Linked DNA regions of Drosophila melanogaster: region 1 is linked to region 2. The links are chromatin contacts, called in public Hi-C maps. All regions are on one chromosome and are shown on one strand. The core of a region is the stretch at or near the end of the contact, and the rest is flanking DNA. Distances in the headings are between cores, read along the strand shown.

The links. Hi-C and Micro-C count contacts between places; a contact is called where the count stands out from the background.
Region 1: a Hi-C map of the Kc167 cell line shows a contact between it and region 2, with 3 times the contacts expected there. The contact joins the promoter of Rubicon here to the promoter of Caf1-180 in region 2. A contact is called at or near these places in 1 of 1 datasets of contacts at CTCF or cohesin (the Kc167 cell line), 26 of 107 Hi-C or Micro-C datasets (the Kc167 cell line, the ML-DmBG3-c2 cell line, the S2 cell line and 8 more) and 4 of 6 datasets of contacts at active chromatin or transcription factors (the Kc167 cell line and the S2 cell line).

Annotation. Positions count from the first base shown.
Region 1 is chrX:8,675,010-8,678,492 of dm6, forward strand. It overlaps Rubicon (rubicon,), which reads left to right and starts at 2,054. Exons shown (of 4, transcript NM_001272419.2): 1 at 2,054-2,455; 2 at 2,882-3,483. The coding sequence starts at 2,198.
Region 2 is chrX:8,604,594-8,607,814 of dm6, forward strand. Caf1-180 (Chromatin assembly factor 1, p180 subunit) reads right to left here and starts at 1,711. Exons shown (of 3, transcript NM_132267.5): 1 at 1-1,711. The coding sequence starts at 1,595.

The sequences.
Region 1 (3,483 bases), core at 804-3,303, 71 kb after region 2:
GAGCAATTTGCATCGCCCTCTGTCTATCCCGGCACCTATCCCTATCCCTATCCCTATTTCTATCGCTATTCCTATTCCCAACCCACATCCATTCTGGCTGCATCCATCTGCATATGTTGCGACTGACACAGCCCATTGTCCGTCATAGTCACCCAATCATCACCTTCATCATCCTCGTCGTGGTCAGGACGATATGTTTGCGGACAGAGGATAATGAGTGTCCCTCGAGTCGGCAATTTGTCTGGGCGCAAAACGAAGAATTATGGCTGCTAAAAGTGAGCCAATATTTAAGGAAAATTAACCCACAATGGAGGACTACTACAAATCGAACACCAAGAGCTGGAAAATGAAATAGACAACTAAAAATGCAATGCAATATAAACGGTGGAGTTGGTCAACGGTCAATTTCTTATCCCTAATTATTTTAGAATAGCAGATGAAATCAAATTGATTACATCCATACTTCATCTTTATTATTCTCCGATGTAGTAAATGAAAACCAAATGTTTGCTTTCTATGTTGCTTGTAAAAATAGTTTAATAGACATCACTAAATTGGGTTACGGACACTATCTTAAGGATTTTGCCCTGCAGAAACGCCCACACAAAATTCAATTAATCCTGTCCTCGTTGGGGAATGCAAAATCTTCGAGAAGATCCTTCCTGTTCTTAGTGAATTAATCCCCGAAATTGCTTAAAACCTTTTGTAAGCTAATAAGCAAATTTGCAGCATACATTCGGGGGCCACTTTGGATTCCCGAATAGGGGGATATCCGGGCGTTTTTCGGGTGAATCGAAATAATTACACAAAGATGCAGGAATAAATGATTCCGGCTGAAGGGATTTTAATTGCTGAATAGGAGAGCTTATCTGGAAAAGTGTTGAGTATAACTGATTGGAAGATTGTGTGCAGAATAAAGAATTGGCAACAAAATGTTAAAGGCGTCTAAAAATACCACTCATTGAGCTAGCATAAAATCAATTAAATGGAGAAACTCTGTGACTTCTTCAAATAAAAAATAAAAACCGTTTCCAAACAATATATGTATGTTTAAACTAAAAGCTTTTAATGCGTCTCTGATTTTTAGACCAAGTCCTGTACTATTAGAATAGAATTTAGCACTCAGAACCAATCAAATATTACCAAAAAATCGCCATTAACTATAAATGCATTATTTACATGGCAACAGAAGAGCACAGAAGAAAAAAAAACATGAGAAAAAAATGCAAATAAAGCGCGTTTATTTTATGGCCAGCAAATCAATCAACTTTATTAATTACAAGTAATTAAAGTTTAATTAAGAGCCCAGTACAGTGCTTCTTCTTGCTTTTGTTTCAAGGTTGCATGTGTGTGCGTGTGTTTATACGATGTGCGCGTGTTTGTGTGTCCGAGTGTGCTTTTGTGTGGAAAATAAATGCAAATATTTATTTGGCAAAAGTCACAAATTGTGGAACGGATGCGGTGGGCGGAGCTGGAAACAAAATGGTGGCAAAAGTAGTGCGATATTGTTGTTGCTGCTGCTGCAATTTTGTTTGTCTGTTTAATTAAAGCAATATGTGGCCTCCAGGAAAGGAATGTTGGGTTAATTGACTCATCACTTATACGACAAACGAAGCACAAACAAACAAACAAACAAGCCAACGAACACACACATAAAGCAGGAGTAAGAAGAAGAAGAAGAAGAGTGTTTCCCAAATCAGCGCAGTCGACGAAGAAGAAAGAAGATGAAACAGTTCAAAAACCATTTAAAGGGCGTGGCCAGCATTTTGACATTTTGGAAAATTCCACACTGCGCAGCTCCATGACGCTCTCGACCAATCAGAAGTGTGGATTCCAAACGCAAAACTACGCCCACACACATAACGGTAATAGTGGGAACAGCAGGTGTTGTTCACAGAGCGACATCTGCCGGCAGCCCAGCAACACTTCCAAGGCCTATTAGCGGATACAAGAGCCGGCGTAGTCATGACACAAACCGCAGCACGCCTGTCTATGCAAACGAAAAACTGCGAAGATTTGGTATCGATTGGCGATGGGCCTCGGACACATCGATTATTATCGAATCAAACAATAACAAAAAAAAATCGCATTAAAAAACAATCAAAACAAGCTGAAGTTACTCGGAATCAATTGAATCGCGCACCGCGAATATGCAACCGCTCCGCCCCCCCGCGCCCCTTTGACAGTGTGCACAGCCATGACCACGCCCCCGCCACCGCCCACGCTCGCATCAGACGCAATTGAAGGCGCGGTGTACGCAGCAGGCGAGGCACTGCATCATCAACATGACCATCCGCAGCAGCAGCAGCAGCAACAACAACAACAGCAGCTAGCGAGGAATTCCCTGCTGGCGGACCTGCGAAGGTCAACGAATTTCTGGTTCCGTGCGGCCAAATCGACGGACGGACTGCAGTTGCTGGCCCAAAGCTGCACTAGAATTTTGCAGCATGGACTGGTGAGTCGCATTTGCCCGTGGAAATCCCGAAAGCATCGCACACACCTCGGCGAATACCCTACACTTAGAGCGAGGCATGTTGATTTGATCATTCATCTTGCACTATGAAACAATAGTTGAATAATTTAAAGATAAATCATCTTAACTCAGCTCAAGTGGTAAATATTTCTACAGAATCAAGTGAACCTAATACCCCAATAACTAATTATAAAGTAGGGGAGTCTCTAAAGTCTATGCAATCAGCTCTTTGCAGTAAGCAATCAAATATGATATAAACATTTACATATGTATTCAAATGAATTTCCCTGAATGTCTGTCCCACATAAAGAGAGTATCAGCTACTCGCTGCGCGCGTGTCGTAGACTTTCCCCATTGTTTTGCAATCGAATTGTATTTATGCAACGCCTCACTCTCCATTCTTATCAGTTGCAGCCCGTGGAACTTCGCCGACTGGCGGACGACTTTGAGTTTCTGCTGGCCAGTGCGGGAAAACAGCAACAGCAGACCAAACCGCAGCCTTATCGACCGGATTACGCCGCCCGAGACAGTGCGTCAATGGTCAACGGAGTCGAGGAGTTTCTCGGCGAGTGGACTACCCGCTGCCTGCGTGCCCGTTGCCTTTCGCAGTGCCTGCAGACGCTGGTCTCCGATCCGGAGCTAATGGAGCTGTACTATCCCAGCGAGGAAGCCTTCCTGCGACGATCCGGTGATGCCACCGCCTTGTTCGTTTGCCTAACGGCTGTCCAGCTCAATCAGAGCGGACTGCTAAGCCAGCTGGAGGTTAGGCATCAGGTGCGCCACCGACGCACTTGCTCACAGCCGAACTTTAGCATATCGCCCAAACTGCAAGCGGTGCCGGAGGAGAGACTGCAGAAACGCATCTTCCTGCGGCGATTGAAGAGCCTACCAAATTTAAGTCAGGAGGACGAGGAGCTGGACGATAGAGCAGCCTTCAGACGGCGTTGCCAAACATTCAGCAGCTCCAGAAGCCACAAGCTGAGGGAGGATCACTTGGATGCCCCATCTAC
Region 2 (3,221 bases), core at 461-2,960:
TCGTCGCGCTCCTGTTTCTTTTGCTGCTCGCGGTGCTCCTTATCCTGTTGCTTGAGGCGACGCTCCTCCGCCAGCTTTTGTTCCTTCTCCTCGCGAGCCTTTTTCCTTTGCTCCATGAGTCGTTGCTGTTTGGGCGTAAGACCCTTCGGGGCGCCGGTTACTTCCGGCAGACTCTTCCTGTTCAGGCGAGTCTCCTTTTGGGCGGAGGGTCTGTCGGTGGCCGCGGTGTCCGTATCCGCATCCATCTCGTGCTCGCTGCTGGAACTGTTGGCCTCGCTGGTCGAGAGGATCATCGAGATTTCTGCTGCTTCCGGAGATTCGTTGTCCGACTTAACTTGAGTAGATGCCTCGTCTTTCTTGGAATCCTTTTTGGCCGTCACCGATTTGTGTGAGTTCGATGCATCTTCTGGTTCAGAAGTCTTTTTCTTGACTCCAATTTGTTGTTCTTTTTGATTATTTGCAGGTGAGTCTGCTTTCTCTTTCTTTGACTTTGTTGTGCTGTCTTCCTTCTCTTCTTTCTTACTCTTTTCAGCTGGTTTTGCTCCCTCCTTCTTGCCTTTTCCTCCGGTTTTGCTTGTTTCCTTCTTAGGGACTTCTTTTGGTTTGGAATCCTCTGCAATCAGTGGATCTTTCTTGTTGTCTTTAGCTGTGGTCTTGACCTCCGGTTTATCCTTCTTATTAGTTTCCATTTTCTTTCCCATAAAGAGATCTATTGTGGCCTGATCGTTCTTTTTATTTTGTTCTGCGGTCTTTGGCTCTTCCTTCTTCGACTCCTTGACCGCCTTCATGGACTCCTCCTGCTTCTTTGAGTCCTTTCCATTCTTCTGCATGACCTCCTCCGTGTGCTTGCCGCTTGTAGAGCTGTTTTCTGGGGATTTCTCACGCGGCGTTTGTACTTTTTGCCTCTTCTGGGGGTTCAGTTCTTCGGCGATAATCTCTATGTCATCGCTGGACTCGCTGTCCCCCTTGGCAACATCCGCGGTCGAAGTCTCCAGCGGTTCCTCAGATTTCTTCAGGGATTTTCTGCGCTTTGATCGTTTGTTGACCAATGGCAGCTTGATTTGTATGGGTGCCGGCGAGCCTTTCTTGCCCTCCGACTTCTTGGGCTTCAACTTGACCTCCTTGGAGGACTTGGCCTCTACCAACTGATCCTGGTCCTCTATCTCCTTGTCGGCCTCGTCCTCATCCAGTTCTATGACATCTTCCACTACCGAATCCGTGGTCTTGACCTTTTTAGTGGCTATGGAACTGGCCAGATCCAGATTCTCCTTGCTGGTCGAACGTCGCAGTTGCCCCGTAGAGCAGCCAGTGCCCTCCGATGGCGACTCATCGTCGTACGAAAGTTTTCGCTTGCGCGGAGCGGGATCGTCCTCATCCAGGATTACAGTGACGGGGCCAGAGCCGATAGTGGCGGGGGACGATGAGGAGGAGGAGGATGTGGGCACCGCCCCACCGCCTGGCGTTAATAACTTAAAGGGCAAACGCGTCTGCACGAACTTCTTGCCACCGCTGGCCGTCTTTTCCGCTGATTTGGCCGGCACAGCCGCATCTTTTTTCCTGCCGCTGAGCGGCGTCTTAACAACGCCAGCGTGCATTCTGCTGTACTCTCTGTCTGCCTGTTTCCTGTTTCCTGCGGCTCCTGTTTTCCCCCAGCAAATCTTCACTTGTTATTCGCTTAATAAAAAAGGCGGTGAAAACACACTAGCGATGGCAGTTGCGGTTGCGCTTTGCCGCCAATAGATCCGATCGCGCGCTCGATAGATCGATATAATGTGCATCAGTGTTGGCAAGCGATCGAGTGGTGGAAAACTATGATAAGAGTGATCCTGCATACGGCTAAAGTCTCCATAATCAAAGGATTAGTGGTAGTAGATTATTCCCGTGGATAATTTTACCCACTAATCCTTTGATTGTTTCAGTGGAGACTTTAGTCTTGGTAGAAGTCTTTAATATGGCAAAGTGAAGAGTCAAACTATGGCAAATTGGAGAATTAAACTATGGCAAATTGGAGAATTAAACTGTGATCGGAGGAGGTGGGGAACTTAGATAAGAAAGAGGAATATCCTTGTGTCCTTTTTATTGGCTTAGCTTAATTGTGGAGACTTTAAAACATAAATAGCGAAGTGGAGAAACTTAAAAATGTCTTTGTAAGATTTGTAAGATTTATTTCTTTTAATAGTTTATATTGTTTACAAGAATATCAAATTAGAGTCAATGCCGTTTTCTTAATGTTTTGTTATTAATTTCTTTTCCAGAACAGTGAGCAATAAAATTGAAATAGACATTGAAAACTACTCATGCAAGCGAAAGTACACAATGCTAATTGTTGTGCACCCTGGGCGAGCTTTTTGTGAATAATTAAATACAATTAAATACTGTCGTCTTCCCAAGTTTATTCCATTTCTGCAAGCTATCAGGTTGATTGGGTACGTAGTTATTGTTACCTTTTGATGCAGCTAACAAATATCGCCCCACTGTCGATAATTGTTTACTTAGTTTAATGTGGCATTTTTGCTAATCCCGGATAAGTGGAAAAATGCTTGCGGCCACAGTCATAGCCACTGTTGACCCCTTTCCACCTGGCGACCTGGTTGACATGGTGACCCAAACCGAGGGAGAATGAGAGATCCTGCCTCCGGCTGCAGCCTGCGTCGCAGCGGCCTGGAATACATTTCATTTAATTACAATTTGTTTCAATAGGCCAACACGTACACACAGCTCAAAGGGGGGGGGGGGGGGGAGAGAGGAGGAGGAGGTGATGGATTTGGGGGCGCCAACTACTCTGTGATTATACATACATATATACTGTGTGCATGCGCATAATTCTGATTGCAATTGCACTTCGATGCATTGGATTTATTATCCCATGAAGTACTCCTAGCTTGTAAACTCAAAAGAAAAGTAATGATTTGATTAATCTGGTGTGAGATAATAATCAGATAGAATTGATACATATTTAAGTGATTTGTGGGTACTAACTATTAGTATTATTTTTTTTTTAAACAAAACACTTGCAACGGCCCTAAAGTGCAAATCTTGATGACTAATACTGACATGTGCAATCCAATTCACATGAGATACAAATTGCGGTCGCCGCTTGTGGCTTCTTTGGAAAAATTAAATATATATGTATGTACATATATACAACAAAATCAGAGGGGTGGGGGAGGGTTCAGATGTAGTGGGTTGGACATGTGGCATATTATACGCATTGGCCGGGA